Regions from separate parts of the Capra hircus genome. Here region 1 is linked to region 2. The links are chromatin contacts, called in public Hi-C maps. All regions are on one chromosome and are shown on one strand. The core of a region is the stretch at or near the end of the contact, and the rest is flanking DNA. Distances in the headings are between cores, read along the strand shown. Region 1 overlaps BCAS1 (breast carcinoma-amplified sequence 1). Region 2 overlaps ZNF217 (zinc finger protein 217).

Region 1 (6,314 bases), core at 2,656-5,155, 310 kb before region 2:
GGCGTGGAGCCGGCCGCCGCGGAGGCGAACTCGCTGCCGAACGGGGACAAGCCCCAGAAGAGACCCGAGAAGCGGCGGCAGTCCCTCGGGGGCTTCTTCAAGGGCCTGGTGGGTAGTCGGGGCGCCTCCCCTCTCGGGGCTTTTGGGCCCCGGCTGTGGGTCCCGCCTCCAAAGGCGACCGGCTGGCTGGCCACCAGGTGGCCGGACCTTTGCCAGACAAACCCTGAGCGCCCGCTGGGGCCCAGGGGCAGAGAGCCCGGAGCATGCAGGCGGGTGGATGCTGGCGCGGGGCGGATGAAAGGAGCTCCGTTTCGGGCGGTGGGCAGCTCAGCCGGCTGTGCGGGCTGCGCAGAGTACTGGCCCGCTCCTACGTGAGCAGGAAAGCTATTAAAACTGTTCAGCGAGGAAATGCTGGGCCCTTGCTTACAGCCTTCATGGACTGCTCTGCTGCTACAGTGCCACAGAGGGGCCGCAGCCAGATAGATAGGCAGCGCGCGCCTCGGACCGCCTTGGAGAGCTGACGGCGCTTTGGCGCCGTGATGCCTGCAGAGGTGGTGAGCGGTGGGTAGACACTAAGTCTCCTTCACGTCACCGAGCCCTTTGTCTGAGGCCAGGCTCGTCACCTCTTTAATGATGGCAACATCCCTTTGGGGTAGAAACGCTTCTGCCTCAGTCCCTCCATCTTCCCGTTGTCACGAGACTCCAGCAGTGGTGGAGAAGAACGGGAGGGCTTTCCTGCCACTTTGCAAGGATCCAGCCAAGCCCCGAGGGCTTCCAGGCTGGGCACGTTTCCCGGGGGGGCTGCCTGATCCCTCTCCTGAGAGGGCAGTGCTAGCAGCAGGCCTGTCACCAGTCAGGGGACCATTGCCACCTCGTCACCTACAGAAAAGGGGCTTCTAGCTGCCCTCAGCCCCGCCCAGCCCCCCTCCCCAGAAGCTGCACCGCCAGCCGCTGCCCATGTGACCTTTGCCCTCCTGGTGACGGCCTTCATTCTGGCCCCTCTCTCCTCCCCCTGTACCTGCTGCTTGGACCCGATAGGAAGCAGCCTACTTGGTGTTACATGAAAACTTTGCAGAGATATGTTTTGTAAGCAGAGTAAACAGCCAGTACGGTTAGAAAGTGAACAGAGGGTTGATGGAAATTAGCTCTACCTGGGGACTGTCTTCTACACCGCCTTCCCACCCCCAGGTACTGTTCTTAGCGCATCATAAGCCAGGACTCGCTTTGTCTTGGAACAACCCTCTGAGATAAATGTCATCACCTTCATTGAGATAAATGTCATCACCTTTATTCTAAAGATGAGGAAACAGGGAGTTCAGTCATTTGTCCAAGATTTCACAGAGCTGGAAAGGAATATACACAGCCATGGAACTCGGGCAGCTCAGCGGAGACCATTCTCTTGCCCACCGCCCGCGACAGCACCTGGCATAAAGTGCTACGTAACTGGCGATTGCTGTTGTTGATTTGACGGATCTTCACCTTCTTTTGTGTTCCCTCCAGGGACCGAAGCGGATGCTGGATGCTCAAGTGCAAACAGACCCCGTGTGCATCGGGCCAGTGGGCAAATCCAAGTAAACAAACTTCACGGCTCCCATCAGGTTCCTCCACCAAGATGTCTCCTCCCGACTCCGTCTCCCCCGAAACCCTCTCCATATGTATACTTTTTCTTCTGATGGCCATCCCATGAAAGTCTGCCTCCGAATTAAGCCTGAGCTGTTGTATATTGAGGTGTATTATTTACGGCTGTGGTCCAGTCTTCCCTGGTAACTAACTGTAAAGATGGCTTAGCAGGTTATCTAGCCAGGTCTGAAGATGGGTCCCAAGCAGGGTCGGGGAGGGGCAGAGAGGACTGCATTCTGGTTAAGTTATGAAAAATGGCCAGGGGCAAGTAAGTTGCAGAAGGGAAAAGACTGCTGGAAGGAATTAAGCTTTGTAGTCAAGGCGTGCTCATCCTCTCGGCTTGAAGAGGAGAGGCGAAAATCCGTTTGTTTAAGTTCACGTTTCAAGGAGGGAGACCGTGGGCTGTGTGTTGTTGGGAGGTTGCCAGTTTCCTGGAATGGAATGTGTGGGGAATGACGAAGGAATGGATGAGAGTTGTTTTTCAAATAGGGTCCTTGAGCGTTATTGACGGGAGGGGAAAGATCGACTGGAGAGGACTTGACATGATTTGGGAAAACAATTGCTTTTTGAGGCTCAGTGACAAGGGGCCAGGATTACAACTTCAAAAAAAAGAAAAAAAAAAACCACCCCAAACCAAACCAAATAAAAGATGTTGCGAGTTTATTTTTGCAACACGAGGGGGCGCCAAGGTCTCCGTTTTTGTCCCGCATCCCGTATCCCTAACAAAGATTTGGTCTCTGCAATCTTACATTATTAATGTTTCTCAGATGGCTGAGGGGCTTGCTTCATCTGTTCTGTCTGACACTTATCTCAAGCCTGTCTGTAATTTCCTAATGTTCTCAGGATGTGCTCTGATAAAACCCTCCCATAACCGCAGTTAATAATAAAAATTTACAGATTATTCAAATACCTGAGTTTTTTTTAATACTTGTACAGAGGAGTACATAGGACCATGGTGTATTAAAGTATAGTTCAAAACCCAGCCATATGATCGACTGATATCATGTATACTGTATCTTCTTCTGATTTAATAAAAAAATACTTTGGCATCTGAACGATCTTTTAATGTTCCGCTTTTAAAGCAGGCCAGGAGCTCTGTGTCTGCGGTGGCTTTATCTCCCATGTCAGAAGATCGATGCCCCCCTGCATCTTATTTCCTCTCCCAGATCTTCCTCGATCTCCTCATACGTGGGCGTGTGCACACACAGATGTGTGCACGTGTATGTGCACATATGCACACGCACACACATGTGTAATATATACACACTGCCTCTGGCCACACTGACAGAGAAGAGCCTGACACAGAGACTCGGTGCCGGGGTGAGCATGAAGGCGGGCTCCTGGAGGAAAGGGAGGAAGAGCAGGACGGGGCAGGGTCTGGTCTCAGCTGGAGCGCAGTTTCGTTCTGTCTCCCAGGGGGCCCTGGAGCCTGAATCATATGTGAATCGTACCACAAAGTTGGTTCTACTTACAAGCAAGGAGGCTGGCCTTTGTCCCCTTGTTGGTGAGTCATGGACCACCCGGGAGGTGTTAGGCCAGGCAAATTTCTACAGTTGAGCTGAGAAGCTGGGATCGCTTGGGCTGGAGGTTCAGAGTCAGTCCAAGTGTCCACGAGGGACACATACACCCAGGTGTGTATTTATAGCCACAGATGCGCACACCCTCAGGAACACGTGTTTCATACAGAATAGACAGACGCATGCACACGTCCACAGTCTTACACAGGCAGACGGACACGCGTGACTGACAGAGCCGCAGGCCCCGCGGCTCCTACAAACCCACCGCGTGTACAGTCCACCGCACCGTGGCTAGAAACAGCACTGAACTCCTGAGAAGTCCATACCTTAGGCAAAGAAAACTGTGGCTTGGGCAAAAAGGCCTTTGGAAAATGTGTTCAGGACAAAATTATTTCACCAAAAAAAGTTTGGGAGGCCCTTGGCTACCAGGACCCACTGGCTACCAGCTTGGACCGGCTGGCTGCACCTGAGAGCTCAGCTTCCAGAAAAGACCAGAGGCTTTTTCCTCGGGGTGGGTTTGGCTTCTCCAGCCCTCCTGCCCGAACCTGGACATTCCTCACTGTTTGTGACTCACCCAGCTGAGAATGACCTCATGCTGCTTCATGTCTGCATGCTTAACTTGGCCCAGATCAGGGGAAAAAACCCTCTGGGGAAGACCTCAGTGGGGGATGATTTTCCCTCCATCATCCCCATCACAGCACATGGGATGATTCAAGGCAAACAGGCCGCCAGTCACTGCTTTGTCTCTAAACACCTCGGGGGTTGCCTGGCATGACCTTTGAGCTCTGGCCACGCCGGTCTGTTGAGAAAGGTGACAGTATTATTTGCAAGTTTCACCTCACTGGACACAGGGGCTTTTTGCCCTGATGAGAAATGTCTCCAGGGCGAGACTGACTCACTAATGTCAAAGGAGCCCTCCCACCCCGGAAAAAATTTTTCAAACTTTTAAAAAGAAGTTCTCTGCTGAGAATCTTGCTGCAGAGCATGCCAACGGTTTCCGTAACTGGTTTCCCATCCTCCTGGCCAAAAAAAGAGAGCCATCTTTGAATGAAATTGCTTGTTCTGTTTTTAAGAAAACTAAGCCAGAGAGGACTCTAACAATTATTGGGGAGATTCTAAAGCCAGTTGCAGCCTGCAAAGCAAGTTAAAATTCCGTTTTTTTAGTTTGGTGGGGTTTGTCTGGTTTTGATTGGAAAGCCCATTCCTGATGCATTTGCAATAAATACTAATTTCCATGCTTCCTGTTGGATTAGGAGTGAAAAGAATAGCCAGTCCCCAAGTGAGTGCAGGAAAGCTCCAGGGACAGATTCACAGAGGGGCTGAAGTTCTTTAAGCGGCAGTGCCCAGGAATGCCGTTTGGATAGCAAAACCACCCACAGTAAAATGTTAAGAGCACCCCGAAACAGAAAGAGAAATTAACACCTGGGGGAGGGGGCACAGGTGCCTTTTTGAAGCTGACATGCCCGTTAACTGATTATTTATTTTCAGGCGCACATGGAAGTGTCTCCGTGGCCTTTGCAGGACCTGGGCTGTCGAGCTGAACTGGCCACCGTCAGGGAAAACCAACAACAACAACAGGGAAACGCTGCTTGCCAGATCCAGCCAACGGCGACGTCTGGACTGATATCCGTAAAAGAATTCACTCAAATCACAGTTGTTCTCAGCAGCCCCTGAGGTCTCTCATGAATTCATCCTGGGGAGAGGGGCACATGCCACCCAAGGAAAATGCCAAAAAGAGAAGGAAAAGAGAAAGAGAGCGAAGTCCTTGTGGTTTTGTTGTGCCCCCCTGCCCTTTAAACAAATTATCAGGGATTTGCGCGCACGCACGCACACACACACACACACACACACAGAGAGACTCTCTAGCTGCATTGCTGTTGTTTGTGTGCAAACAGATGCACTGGGGTCCCATTTAATGAGACTCCAACAGGTTCGAGTCTGCGCCTTGCTGGCTCCTTCTCAAAGTGCCTGGAAGGGAGCAGGCCTGATGAGCAGCATTTCTTTTGTCAAAGAATCCCAACCTGATCTAGAATCAGCTCACCACGCTACCGGAAAGGGGAGGAAAGGAAGATGATTGCCAGTATTAACTCACCCAAGTTGCAAATGCAGGGAATGCGCTTTGCAGAAGTCTAAAATGATTCTTATCAGCTTTTAACTATCCTCCCAAGCCCTTTCTCGCCCTTTTAGTAATAAAAAAGGCAGTTCGCACGGTGAGTAGAATTAAGCTCCTCTCGGGTATACATCTTGTTCATTCTATCAGTGGAAATCAAGTGACACCCGCCACCCCCCACAACCCCGGAAATTACGGGCTCCATTGGGAAGAAAAGGACTGACTTACAGAGCAGCTAATTCTGTAAATTTGTGATTCAGATCTCTAGCAGTGGCCTGAGTGCCCGTCAGAATCCAGGCCTTGGCGTAAACTGGTTTTCAGAGGAGCCTAACTCTTTTGTCTCCCTCTCTTGGAAAGCCACTCACTGGAGCCTCTTCACCCCCTGGCCCTTCAGCTAGCCATTACCAGTGCCTGGATAGAAAATCAGGGCAATTTTATGAAGGTAAGGGTGACAGCTGGGCTTCCCTGGTGGCTCAGGTGGCGAAGAATCAGCCTGCCACGCAGGAGACCTGAGTTCCATCCCTGGGTCGAGAAGATCCCCTGGAGAAGGGAAATGGCAAGCCACTGCAGCATTCTTGCCTGGAGAATCCCGTGGACAGAGAGGGGCCTGGCGGGCCACAGTCCCTGGGGGCACAACTGAGCAGCTGACACTTTCACTTTTACCAAAGGCACTGATACAGCATCCTTACACTGGCACACTTTACGGTTTGCAGGCTGCTTTTTGACTGAATTATCTGAGTTAGAGCCGTGTGCCCTGACTGGACTTGGCTGCATCCCCTGTTGTATTTCACTGTGAGAGGGAATGGTGTCGCTCTAAGGCTTCCTCCCCTCCCGAAGGTGCACTCCTTAACAGAATGGCCCCAGCTGGATCTGGCCCTGATCGCACGCGATTTCTTCTCCTTGAAGCTTTTCTATTTAAATCTGGCCACAGGAGGGAGTCCAAGACCTGGAGCCCAGATCTCCAGCCTGGCCCTTTTCTCTGACCGCTGACCAGGAGGTTGGGCTGAGCAACTCTTAAGAGTGCGTTTGTTGGGTAACTCCTGGAAAGTGGTTAAGTTTAATGACGA
Region 2 (6,237 bases), core at 3,580-6,079:
TCAGAACGCATACAGGTAAGGCACCCCTTACGCTTGTTCACTGCACGTATCGGCTCAGGATTGCGATGCAGCCCTGTGTCAGGTTTTTGCTGTTGTCCAGACGCTCTTCTGGATGCTCGGGGCAGCTTAGGAACAGACCTGTAGCCTGCTGATCTGCAGCTGTCGCCTTGCCTCCTTTAGTCTCATTGTAACTTCAGCTGTTTTCTTGTGAAGCTGGTCTCTCGTTTAATGTCTGATTCCTTTATTCTCACTCCCATCTTATTAAAATCTCTAATATTTTTAAATGTCACAGCTTTATTATGTTTTAGAATGAAATTAATAATACTTAATCATCATTGGTTTATGTTTATTACTGTTACTTTCTGGCACTCTGCCTGGCTTGGGGGATCTTAGTTCCCCCAGCAGGTGATTAAAACCATGATCTTGGCACTGAGAGCTTGAAGCCCTGACCACTGAACCACCGGAGAATTCTCAGTCATCTTTTCTTTAGGTTGTGGAAGCAGCTGTAGCATAATGGTTTGGGAGGCCATGTGGACTCGAATTTGGTTCTCCCCTACTCATTGGCTGTGCAGCCGTAGGCAGATTAACTTTTCTGCGCGCTCATTTTCTTAGCTGTAAAGATGGGATAATATTCACTCGCATAGGGCTGTTACGAAGATTAAATGAGATCATTTTAAGGTGTGCTTTTAAATTTTTAAATGGAAGACACATGTTCACATTTTCAAATATTTGGGGTAGAAAGAGTCATAACCCCACGACTCATGAGAGCTTCTGGATGAGAAGATTCGCAGACAAGGGACGAGGGGAGAATCTGCTCTCTGTCGTGTGTTGATGCTTTTCATAAGCGTGTGTAGTAAAGTGACGCTTCTCGTTTTAGGTGAAAAACCATACAAATGTGAATTCTGTGACTACGCTGCAGCGCAGAAGACCTCCTTGCGGTATCACCTGGAGAGACATCACAAGGACAAGCAGACGGACGCTGCCGCAGACGGCAAGAGCGACGGGAGACCCCAGGAGGCCGAAGATGCACTCCTAACCGCCGACAGCGCGCAAACCAAAAATTTGAAAAGATGTTTCGACGGTGCCAAAGATGTTAAAGGCAGCCCACCGGCAAAGCAGCTGAAGGGGATGGCCCCCGCCTCTCAGAGCGTCCTGGGCGGCGCCCTGCTGGCGGCAGTGCACAGGGAACCTCAGGATCTCAGCGGGGATGCAGTGGACGACGGTGCCGAGAAGCCGAGCAAGGCCCCCGGCCCCGCTTACTTGGACGCCTTGAAGAAGAGGCCGCCCGCGGACCCTCAGGCCAGCCCCCTGGTGTGCAGGACCGAGGCGGCCACGGCGGCCCGCCACGCGCAGCTGGGGCCCCCGGAGAAGCGGGCGGCCGACGCAGGCTGCCAGGAGAAGCCGCTAAACCTGTCGCTCGGCGCCCCGCACGGGGGCGCGGGGGCGCCTCTGGGCAGGAGCGTGACCGCCAGCAGCACCTGCCCGTTCTGCACCTTCAAGACCTTCTACCCGGAGGTGCTGACGATGCACCAGAGGCTGGAGCACAAGTACCACCCCGACGCGCACAAGAGCTGCCGGGGCAGGGCTGCGCTGCGCAGCCGGCGGACGGGCTGCCCGCCGGCCCTGCTGGGCAAGGACGTGCCCCCGCTGCCCGGTGCCTTCAGGCCCAAGCCGCGGCCCGCCGCCCCGGCGCAACCCAAGCCCGCGCCGGCCGAGCGGCCCGCGCCCGGCGCCCAGGGGCCCAGCAGAGCCCCGCCGCCCGCGGGCGCCGACAGCACTTTAGCCCCCAGCAACCTCAAGGCGCTGCGCCCGCTGCCACCGCCCGGCCTCGGGGTTCCGGGGCCCGGTCCTGCCCGCACGCCGCCCGAAGCACCGCCCTGCAAGGCAGGCCTGGAGAAGGCGCGGCGGCCGGAGCCGCAGCCCGCCGCCGACACCACCAGGAGCGACGGCCCCTGGGCGCCCGCGCGGGACTATGCGTGCGGCCGCGGTGGCGCTGAGCCGGGGGAGCCGCTGCCCAAGCGGCCGCGGGTCGCGCCGGAGCCGCCCTGCGCGCCGTGCCGCCGGCCGCCCGAGCTGCCGCAGTACCGCGTGGTGCGCGGGCTGGCCTCCCTGCTGCCGCCCGAGTGCGCCTGCGCGCCGCCCGCGCCCCCGCGCGCCCGCGCCCCGCGCCCGGGCCCGCCTTCGCCGCGCTGCTGCCCTGCGCGCCCGCTGCTGCCGCCGCGCTGGAAGGTGGGCGTCCTCGGGGGACCCTAGGGGGGCAGGGGGAGGGCCCTGGCGCTGCGGCCCCTTTTCCAGCTCCTCCTGGGCTGGGCCGAGGGCAGCGGGGCCCAGGGGCTGTACCCCCTTGCAGTGCCGAGCCAGGTGTCCTTGACGCCTAGCCCGCGTGCATTGCAGGGCGCGCAGCCTGCCCGCCCCTGTGATCAGCGCGGGTCGGGCGCCCGCACAGCGGGCTCGGGGCCCCTCGGAAGCGCTCTGCGGGCGCGCCGGGCCCTTCCCAGGCTGCTGGGTCCCTTTGGTGTCCAGACCTAGGGAACCGCGCTGCCGCTTTTGGCCAGGGCTCAGCCTTAAGTGAATGTTAAAGCGCAGTCTTCCGCGTGTTGCTCCCCCGATGCCCACAGGTACCTTGAAGGTCCTTGTCCCCGCAGAGGCGGTTTTAAAGCCCTTGCTGCATCGGACGTGTCTAGCACACACCCGAGGCTGTGAGAGTGGGTGAGACAGGTGTGGGGACCTGTCCTGCTCGGTGAAACCGCAGCGCCTTCCCTGATGATAAGCTCTGCAGGTTCTGCGCCCAAAGGGACGCATCCATTTTAAACATCACCGTTAGTATTAATTTGAAATGAAAGGTTCTGGGTGGTGACAGTCTGTATCAAAGATGGCTTGATGTCAGTTGATTGGGGGATAGCTAATTAGAAAACACTCGCTTTCACACAGTCCAGTGACTTTTATAAAAATTTTGATGAAAAAATAATCTCTGCAGCCTTTTGATTAGAAGTGTCCCTTTCCCCCGACTCTGCATTTAAAATGGACATGAGTCATAACTGTGTCTTTCACTTGAAGAGAAAAGACTGTGTGTTGCAAGTAAATCGGTCTTTTTTTCCCTCCTCCACACAGTTTTGGTTCATGATACACAAAGGCTTAAAATATGTTGCCATTTTGGCTTTTAATTTTTAGTAGCACTTAGATAATTTTACCATTTAGTGACTTTAAAATTCTAAGCTAAGAAATGTCTTCCTGGCAATTAAGAACATTTTACCTTGTAACTAACTCTATAATACATATGGATCATATGTGTTCTGGTCACTTTATCAGGAATTTTGAAAATTGGCTTCTGACAACCCACACACATTGTTGAGCTTAATTCTAAATGCCCGTTACACTTTTTTTTTTTTTTCTCTAATCAGGAAAAAGGCCTGTGTCCTATCAACACTTATCTAGCAGCATGCTACAAAAGAGGAACTATGAGAATTTTATTGGGAACGCACATTACCGACCAAATGACAAAAAAACTTGATTTCCTGTTTTGGGGATGAAAGGTGAGCACATACACTGTATTGATTTTACCTAACTGAAAACAAACCATCTAACTTACCCAGTATAATATCACAAAGTAAAATTGCTTTCAACTTGAATTTTGAAGTGTTTTTAAAACAGAGCCCTCAGGGTATCTGGATATCAGTGGTGATCATGGTAAAGTAGCAAAAGCAACTGAAAGTTACTGAGGGTTTATTTCATGCTAGGGGTTGAATGAATTGTTTATCGTCATGAGCTAGTTTAGTCCTTCTTAGAGCCTTAGGCCAACTGCCTGCCATCAGTTTTTGTTAATAAAGTTTTATTGGGACACAGCCACTTCCTTTCCTTTCCTTTAGATCGTCTGTGGCTGCCTGGGGCCACAAAAGCAGAAATGGATCATTGTGACAGGGACTTCATGGTCTGCAAAGCCGAGAGCTGTCTGGCCAGTTATAGGAAAAGTTTGCTGATCCCTGAGTTAGGAGACTCTGTGCCCCCTTTACAGATGTGGAGACTGAGACTTGGCTTATGTAACTTGCCCAGCACCTTCCTCTGTTTTTTGGTCCTAGGTCTGCAAAATCCAAGGCCTGGGCCCCACCCCTCCAGTTTAAGTGCTTGTTCAAAAGCTTTATAAACCCTTAGCAGGAGCAGCAGTGGGACAGAGCAAGGAGGTTTATTTTGACTTTCTGGTTCACACGGCAGGTGTATCTAGTGGTGGCTACCCAGAAGCTTCAGGTGGTGCTCTTGGAGTTGTGCACATGTTGATTTAGTTACTTCCAGGTTTGGGCAGAGGGCATGGCATCTGTGTGAGAGTTAACAGTAAAGTGACTGGAAAGACGGGGGCTCATGGACAGATTTCATCTCCTCCCAGACAGCTCTTGTTCTGCTAACCACTACCGTATCCTCGTGGAGCAGACTCTTGACCCAGCGCCTGCTAGATCTGGATTCAGAGAGAGAGACACGTGGACCAGGGCAGAGTCTCTCCTTGCGGTTTTCCCTGGGGCACATGGGCCTGTCTGTCTGCATCCTTCTTTCCCGCTCAGGTGATGCCAGTGGTATGCGGCTGGCATCATCGCAGAAATGGGATTAGATCCACTCTGCCTTGAAACATAAGCACGGTTTATGGGTGGTTATTTGCACTGTGTGTAGCGGCAAGCGGGGACTGTCGTGTATGTGACCAGCTCCCGCCTCTTCCTGCAGCCTCTGGGCTTCTCTGCTTGCCTTTCTCTCTAGTTTGGAACATCCTTTCCACATCCTGCTGGCCAAACGACCTTGTTCCGGTGCTTAAGCTCACGTATTTCTGCAGCATGTTTGCGAGGAGCTGGGCCTTCGCTGTTCATACTCCCTCTGCGCTGTGGTTCATACGTTTATGCCCACCTGACCTCTGTCCCCGACTTCCACCCTGAGCAATGCTGAGGTGGTGCCTGGCCCAGGACTGGGAATTTCAGCTGTAAAACCTCCATAGACGTTGGCCAAACAGTGTTACACGTGTTTTGTGCCCTGTCCTTCTCATGGAGGAGGTTATTCTGTTGAGTCTCGTCTTAAATACCTGTGGTCTGTGCCATACATTTGCCTTTTGTTAGGTATAAATTTCCAGAGTTTCCTATAGGAGGCAGCTGACTTGACACCTGTATCTGATGTAAATTCCTGTTGGTTAAATCATCTTCATCAAATCACTGTTCATTGTACGTGAGCATCTCCTAAATGGTGCAGCTTATTTATTCAGACTCCCGAGACTTGGTTAAAAATTTAAGCTTAGATGGAACTCATTGCATTTCTAGACCTTTTTAGTTCTGTGTATTTGTTACACTTTTAAAAACTTTTGTAAGCTGTATTTAGTTTTATTCTAATCATGTTTCAAACCTTTTTTTTCCCCCTTAGGTCTTGATGGATATAAATGTGTACTCTCCATGAAATTAAATTAGTTCATCCTTTGAAACAGCAAATGTTGAAAGCTACTGAAATAAGCTGTGATTGTACTGTATATATAACACACAAAGGAACACTACGGTTTTGTAAAGTTGTTAACTTTTGTACCAAATAGCAATAAAAACTATAGTTGGAAGAGTTGGGTTGTACACAAATGGAGACTGGACATCATCTGTTCTGCCCCGAAAAATATGATTTTTAGAATTGACCAAATAAGAAATGGAGTTTTGTTTTTTTTTTGCATACTTGAGCGCTGCTGAAAAGAAATCATTTGGGTTGGGGGGTGGGGTGGGGAGAAAGTATATAACGCTCGCACCTCAGGTAAAAAATTTGTGAATAGATGTTGTAAACCTGCTTGTTTAAATACTGTGTGTATGCTTTTCCTCTAATGTTGCTCATCACTTTGAGCTCTTTTCTGCTATTTGTCCTCCTTCATCTAAAATGTACGGTTTTTTTTTTTAATCTCAATGATTTGTATTATGTCAAATCCTCCGCTGTTTATTGTCTTAATGGAATTGTTAACGGAGACACCGACCCTCTATGAATGGATATGTGCTGCACGTACCAAGACCAGCCTTTCTGTAGTTGGTGCCCTTCTATTGCAAATTTTGGAAGGTCGTCTGAGGCAGACCCAGACCCATGGAGTCCTCTTCTCGGGGGATTGGCGGGGGGAGTTTTAAGTGTGTGTATCTATAGAGAAGCATTTCCTCTAGCCAGCCACACACTCAGTAAACATACCAAATTATTTGTGGAGTTAGTTTTCTATCCAATGAATCATTTTTGTTGGAAAATTCTGGCGTT

Evidence for each region. Hi-C and Micro-C count contacts between places; a contact is called where the count stands out from the background.
Region 1: a contact with region 2 is called in a Hi-C map of liver, with 5 times the contacts expected there. The contact joins two enhancer-like sites. A contact is called at or near these places in 3 of 5 Hi-C or Micro-C datasets (blood and liver).

The regions. Positions count from the first base shown.
Region 1 is chr13:80,967,597-80,973,910 of ARS1.2, reverse strand. BCAS1 (breast carcinoma-amplified sequence 1) reads left to right here. Exons shown (of 12, transcript XM_018058051.1): 11 at 1-108; 12 at 1,501-2,669. The coding sequence ends at 1,575. Among named protein-coding and RNA genes, the nearest start is that of BCAS1, 100 kb to the left of the region's middle. Within about 2 kb of position 3,905, at least 3 of the 5 cell types and tissues checked have an H3K27ac peak or open chromatin away from gene starts, as enhancers often do.
Region 2 is chr13:80,660,348-80,666,584 of ARS1.2, reverse strand. It overlaps ZNF217 (zinc finger protein 217), which reads left to right. Exons shown (of 8, transcript XM_018056877.1): 4 at 1-15; 5 at 878-2,086; 6 at 2,125-2,229; 7 at 3,402-3,533; 8 at 5,389-6,237. The coding sequence ends at 3,511. Among named protein-coding and RNA genes, the nearest start is that of ZNF217, 18 kb to the left of the region's middle. Within about 2 kb of position 4,829, at least 1 of the 5 cell types and tissues checked has an H3K27ac peak or open chromatin away from gene starts, as enhancers often do.